Linked DNA regions of Capra hircus: region 2 is linked to region 1. A link is a contact called in public Hi-C data. All regions are on one chromosome and are shown on one strand. The core of a region is the stretch at or near the end of the contact, and the rest is flanking DNA. Distances in the headings are between cores, read along the strand shown. Region 1 has its middle 58 kb from the start of EMP2. Region 2 has its middle 10 kb from the start of TEKT5.

The links. A called contact is a pair of places that touch in the nucleus more often than the background predicts.
Region 2: a Hi-C map of blood shows a contact between it and region 1, with 5 times the contacts expected there. The contact joins two enhancer-like sites. A contact is called at or near these places in 3 of 5 Hi-C or Micro-C datasets (blood and liver).

What each region holds. Positions count from the first base shown.
Region 1 is chr25:9,143,684-9,146,950 of ARS1.2, forward strand. No RefSeq gene overlaps it. Among named protein-coding and RNA genes, the nearest start is that of EMP2, 58 kb to the right of the region's middle. Within about 2 kb of position 1,723, at least 1 of the 5 cell types and tissues checked has an H3K27ac peak or open chromatin away from gene starts, as enhancers often do.
Region 2 is chr25:9,311,599-9,314,865 of ARS1.2, forward strand. No RefSeq gene overlaps it. Among named protein-coding and RNA genes, the nearest start is that of TEKT5, 10 kb to the left of the region's middle. Within about 2 kb of position 1,488, at least 1 of the 5 cell types and tissues checked has an H3K27ac peak or open chromatin away from gene starts, as enhancers often do.

The sequences.
Region 1 (3,267 bases), core at 473-2,972:
TCTTTCGTTTCAGCACAGGCTGTTTATTGCAGTGTGCAGGTTTCTTTAGTTGTGGGGCTTAGTTGCTCCAGGGCTATATGGGATCTGAGCTCCCCGATCAAGGATTGAACCCACATCCTCTGCTCTGGGAGGCAGATTCTTAACCACGGGACCACCAGGAAAGTCCCAACAAAGTTTTAAGTGAACACAACTGTACAGCTGGGCTTCCCTGGTGGCTCAATGGTAAAGAACCCACCTGCCAATGGAGGAGACATGGGTTTGATACCTGGGTTGGGAAGACCCCCTGGAGGAGGGCATGGCAACCCACTCGAGTATTCTTGCCTGGGAAATCCCATGGACAGAGGAGCCTGGTAGGCTACAGTCCATGGGGTTGCAAAAAAGTCAGACATGACTTAGAGACTGCTGCTGCTAAGTCACTTCAGTCGTGTCCAACTCTGTGCGACTCCATGGACAGCAGCCTACCAGACTCCTCCATCCATGGGATTTTCCAGGCAAGAGTACTGGAGTGGGGTGCCACCACCTTCTCCAGACTTAGAGACTAAACAGCAACAAATGTACCTGTAAGGACCGTGTTGCAAAGCCTCTCTAGAACTCTTCCATCTTGCAGGACTGAAACTGCACCCGCTGAACAGCAAAGCCCCACATCCCCCTCCAGTCCCCTCCCCAAGTCCTTGGCAACCACCCTTCTACTTGCTGTTCCTATGAATCTGACGAGTTTAAAAATACCTCATGTAAGCATCATCAAGAGATGGAAACCACCTAAATGCCTGCTGAAAGATGAGTGGAGAAAGGAGACACGGTGTCTTCCATAGGATGGAATATTATTCGGGCGTGAAGAAGGGAATCTTGTCACAGGCTACGGCATGGATGAACCTGCAGGATATTATGCTCAGTGAGAAAAGCCAGCCCTGGGAGGTCAGATTCTGCCCAAGCTTGACTCTCATTCCACTGGACCTGAGTCACAAGGTGGCATCTTCAAATCCCCTGGAGATCCTCAACAACCTCCACACCTGGCTGCTCTCCAGACCAAGGAGATGGTGACCTCCATGGAATCCAGGCTTCAGAAGCTGCCCAAGTGGTTCCAGCACATGGCAGGTTTGAGAACACAGGATCTGGAGTCGGAAAATCTAATTTCAGTCCTCAAGTCTGCTGCTTACTGGGTAAGTGGGCTTGGCCCGATGAACCGTGATAAGAGACGAATAGTCCTCACCGAGCACTGGGTGTAGGCCCCCCTGCTGTTGCTGCCATGGCTGCTCCCATTTTACAGACAGCAGAGGCCCAGAGACATCAAGCATCTTGCCTGAGGTCACACAGCAAGGAAATGCGGGGACCGGGTTTGAATGCAGGTGGCCAGATCACCAGGAAGCATTGGCATACAGGTCTCACTGGTCCTAGTGAGATACTTCTGGATGTCGCACTTCATTCTGAGAACATCTGGGGGCCTTTCAGAGACCTTTTATTTGGGAACAAAAGACCAGCCATCCCAGGATGACAGAGGATGACAGAGACGGAAAGCAGGCGTCAGGTGAGACAGCATCACTGGCTCCATGGACGTGAATCTGAGCAAACTCCGGGAGATAGTGAAGGACAGGGGAGCCTGGCGTGCTGGAGGCCAGGTTCAGGCTCAGGCTCAGCAACCGAGAACCACCAACAGGCTTCAAGGAAATGCAAACCGAAGCACGGCTAAGAAGGCAGAGATGTGGCGGCCGTCTCGTCACAGCCCGTCCCGCGTCTCCAACTCAGGGTCAGGGCAGGAACGCGGATGCTGAACTCGGCTCCAGCGGCCTTCCTCTCTGCACGACACGGGCGGCACATCCTGGCAACTGAACTTCCCCTCCTGGCCAAAAAAAAGCTACTATATTTGAGGGAGCCCTGTGCCAAGGTCCAGTTACACGTCGCTTTCCTCTCCCGTGTGCCATTCACCTCTGGCATTACACTGCTGTCCTTCTATAAACACGGAGAGGCCCTTCTTTCCTGGTTCCTCTGGCCTCTGTTTGTTCTAGTTGATGATAAACGTTGAGCTAATGTGCAGTTTCAGCTTCAGGACCAGGAACATCCTGTACCGCTCAGACAGGTCAGGCCCACGGTGTGGCAGGCTGCCACTGGCTTCGCCCTGTTCCCTCCAATGCTGTGACCTGTTGTGGGCTCTGGTGGCCTCCTCATGGAGGCCAATTACTGTATTTCCTGGTATATAAAGCCCTAGAGCGGAGGTGGCTCCCAGCTGGGGGCAATTTTGCCTTCCCTCCCCAGGGGACATCTAGCAATGTCTGGAGACAGTTTGTGCGTGCGAGCTAACTTGTTTCAGTCATGTTCGACGCTTTGCAACCCTATGAACTGTAGCCCACCAGGCTCTCCTGTCCATGGGATTCTCCAGGCAAGAATACTGGAGGGGGCTGTCATGCCCTCCTCCAGGGCATCTCCCTACCCCAGGGATCAAACCCACATCTCCAGTGGCTCCTGAGTTGCACGTGGAGCCACCAGCAAAGCTCCAGAGACAGCTCCAGTCAGCTCAGTTGCTCATACATGTCCAGCTCTTCGTGACGTCATGGACTGCAGCATGCCAGGCTTCCCTGCCCATCAACAACTCCTGGAGCTTGCTCAGACTCATGTCCATCGAGGAGGTGCTGTCATGCAAACATCTCATCCTCTGTCGAACCCTTCTCTTTCTGCCTTCAATCTTTCCCAGCATCAGGGTCATTTCTAGTGAGTCACTTCTTTGCATCAGGTGCCCAAAGTATTGGAATTTCAGATTCAGCATTAGTCTTTCCAATGAATATTCAGGACTGATTTCCTTTAGGATGGACTGGTTGGATCTCCTTGCAGTCCAAGGGACTCTCAAGAGTCTTCTCCAAAACCACAGTTCAAAAGCATCAATACTTCGGTGCTCAGCTTTCTTTCAGAGAAGGCAATGGCAACCCACTCCAGTACTCTTGCCTGGAAAATCCCATTGATGGAGGAGCCTGGTAGGCTGCAGTCCATGGGGTCACTAAGAGTCGGACATGACTAAGTGACTTCACTTTCACTTTTCACTTTCATGCATTGGAGAAGGAACGGCAACTCATTCCACTGTTCTTGCCTGGAGAGTCCCAGGGTCGGCAGAGCCTGGTGGGCTGCCATCTATGGGGTCGCACAGAGTCGGACATGACTGAAGCGATTTAGCAGCAGCAGGTTGGTCATAGATTTCCTTCCAAGGAGCAAGCATCTTTTCATTTCATGGCTGCAGTCACCATCTGCAGTGATTTTGGAGCCCAAGAAAATAAAGTCCGT
Region 2 (3,267 bases), core at 238-2,737, 170 kb after region 1:
TGAATATTCATTGGAAGAGTTGGCGCTGAAGCTGAAGCTCCAAAGAACTGACTCATTGGAAAAGATCCTGATGCTGGGAAAGATTGAAGGCAAAAGGAGAAGTGGGCAAAGGAGGATGAGACGGTTAGATAACATCACCAACTCAATGGACATGAATGTGAGCAAACTCTGGGAGACAGGGGAACCTGGTGTGCTGCAGTCAATGGGGTCGCAAAGAGTTGGACACAACTGAGCGACTGAACAACAACAACAAGTTGCAAATCAGTACTTTTTATTACTTGGTTTTTAATAAATATTGTGTTATCCATAGAAGTTAACTCAAGGAACTTCCAGCAACACAGTCAGCCCCCTCACACTCAGGGTAGGTCACACATGTTGCTTTAGACAGTAAGTTCCTAACACCTGGGAATTGTTGTCTTTCTCTCTCTGGGCTCAGTTCGTGTCTCCAAACCCTTGGGGTGTTTTGCCCCCTGCATCCAGACAGTCGACTCAACGCACACAAGGTGAGCCATGATGGGAAAACCAAGAAACCAGAACAGAGGCTGCTTCCATCTGTTTTCCTATGTGACCACTGGGAGTTCTTGTGTCTAGAATTCAAAACAGTGAATCAGAGTGTGACCCTCCAGGTATGATATTTTTGTTTGGAACGTGAACGTTTTAGTTCATACACAAAGTCTTTTACTGGACTGAGTATCTCCCTGGTGGTCCAATGATTAAAGACTTTGCCTTTCACACACGGGGTTCGTTCAGGTTCATTCCGTGGTTGGGAAACTAAGATCCCACACGCCCCGCAGCCAAAAAATATAAAAAATTGAAATGTAATCTTTATATCTTTCAACTAAAGCAAAACCAAGATGCTAACCAGGAATATAATTATTATTGGGAATACAGTTGTGTAGAGGAGAAAGGTGTTAAAATCACTGTCTACTCTGGGTGTCAAATACATTAGATAAACCACTGCTTAGAAATCCCTCTTGCATGCGTGCTAAGCCACTTCAGCGGTGTCGAACTCTTTGCAACCCCATGGACTGCAACCTGCCAGACTCCTCTGTCCATGGGATTCTCCAGGCAACAGTACTGGCGTGGCTTGCCATGCCCTCCTCCAGGGGATCTTCCCGACCCAGGGATCGAACCCGAGTCTCTTACATCTACCTGCACTGCAGGCAGGTTCTTTACCACTAGCGCCAGCCCAGAGATTCCACATCCACCACTAAAACTTTTTTTTTTCAATCTCTTTCTGCCTGATGGAAAACTCATTCACTTTCTGAATCATCTGGGGGAAGTGGACTAGGAGAGGCTGGAGTATGGGGGACGGGAGACCTGACTCACTACCTGAGTGGTGTGCCCAAGCCTCCACCGCATCAGGAACCTCCCTCCCGGCCAGCATCCCACTGACTCTGTTTTATTTCCGTCTCTCTCTGCAGCTACCGCATTCAGAGAACTATCTGACTTCCCCAGCCAGTGAAGGGACAGCGCCGCCTGTGTGAATTTAACGTGAAACCCATCTGCCTACAGAAGGCCTGGAGATTGTCTTAGGTGACGGCTGGAGGAGTGCTTTCAGCCGCGAGCAAATCAACGCAGCAAATCAGCAAGCTTTCCTTGGGTGCCCCCTGCAGGTAGGTAGAATCTGCCACTTGTCCTTCCCTGAAGCCAAAATCTCACAGGCGGTGGCTCCAAGCAGTGCTTAGAAAGCCCCGCATAACGGCAAACACAAGAAAGAGAGAAAAAGAAGTCCAGGAAGAAGCTGCTTTCAATTCAGCATCCTTGTCAGTTTGTATCATTCAAAAATGAGATTTATATTTTACAATGTAGTTTTTTTATTTTTATTTTTTCACTTTGAATTTCAAAAGGGGTCTTTTCGGTGCTTAGTGCACTGGTCCTGGCTGGTATCCAAAGACCTGGCAATCTTTCTGGAAATCTCCCTTCAGACACACACATACATGTGCGCTAAAACATGTGTCTATACACGCTCACTGTCACATTAATTGTAACAGGGAAAAAAACCAAATGGCCTTCAGTACAGGATGGCTGAATGAAATATAAAACACCTATTCTATGGAGAACTCTGTAGCATTAAAAAAAAAAAAAAAGAAAGAAAGGTTAGGCTTGCATTTGCCGATAGGAAAAGATTTTTAAGATATAAGTGAAGAAAGAAAGATATAGAACAATGCATACGATAGGGTACCACCTAAGCAGATATATGGGCTTCCCAGGTGGCTCAGTGGGTAAAGAACCTGCCTGCAATGCAGGAGACGCAGGAGACATGGGTTCGATACCTGAGTTGGGAAGATCCCCTGGAAGAGGGCCCGGCAAGCCACGCCACTGTTCTTGCCTGGAGAATCCCATGGACAGAGGAACTTGGCCAGCTATAGTCCACGGGGACGCAAAGAGTCAGACATAACTGAGCACGCACAGACAAGCAGATATTTAGATAACTGTATAATGACAAACATTTCTGGAAAGATACACATGAGTCAGAATGATTATCTTGGGCAGGGACAGGACTGGAATGAACACACATGGGGAGATTTTTTTTTTTTTAATTAAACCTTCCAAACTGGTACACATACAGGGTTGACCCTGGAGCAGTGTAGGGGAGTTAGGGGCACCAGCCCTCAACACAGCCGAAAACCCAAGTATAATTGATAGTCAGCCCTAGTTATCCACCATTCCATACCCTTGGGTTTAACCAACTGTAGATTGTGTAGTACTGTAATATTTAGTATTGAAAATCGATCCAGGTATAACTGGACATGTGCAGTTAACCCTATGTTGTTCAAGGATCATTGTAATTTTATTTTAGTATCTATATAATATATGCATTCTTCAGGCAAGAATACTGGAGTGGGTAGCCATTCCCTTCTCCATGGGGATCTTCCCCATCCAGGGATCAAACCCGGGTCTCCTGCATGGCAGGTGGATTCTCTACTATATGAGCCACCAAGGAAGCCCTCAATACATAAATAGTATACTCCGTATTATATGTAATATATTCATATAGGTAACCTAATAGGGCATCAACTTCTGGCTAAGATTGGATAATGGAGATTGACTGTACCCTCCCATCTGAAACTACTCAAAAAAACACCCAGAATATATGGTACAATGATTTTCAAGACACGGGACATCAGGCATGAAGGACAGTCCTCTCTGATGGGAAACAAATGAGGTGAGTTCCCCTACCGTCGAAGCTCACTGCCTGGACAGGGAGTTTCCAGGCCCTGGTGCAGGGAGAACGTCTCCAGTTAAGGGAGCCGAGAGGTGGGA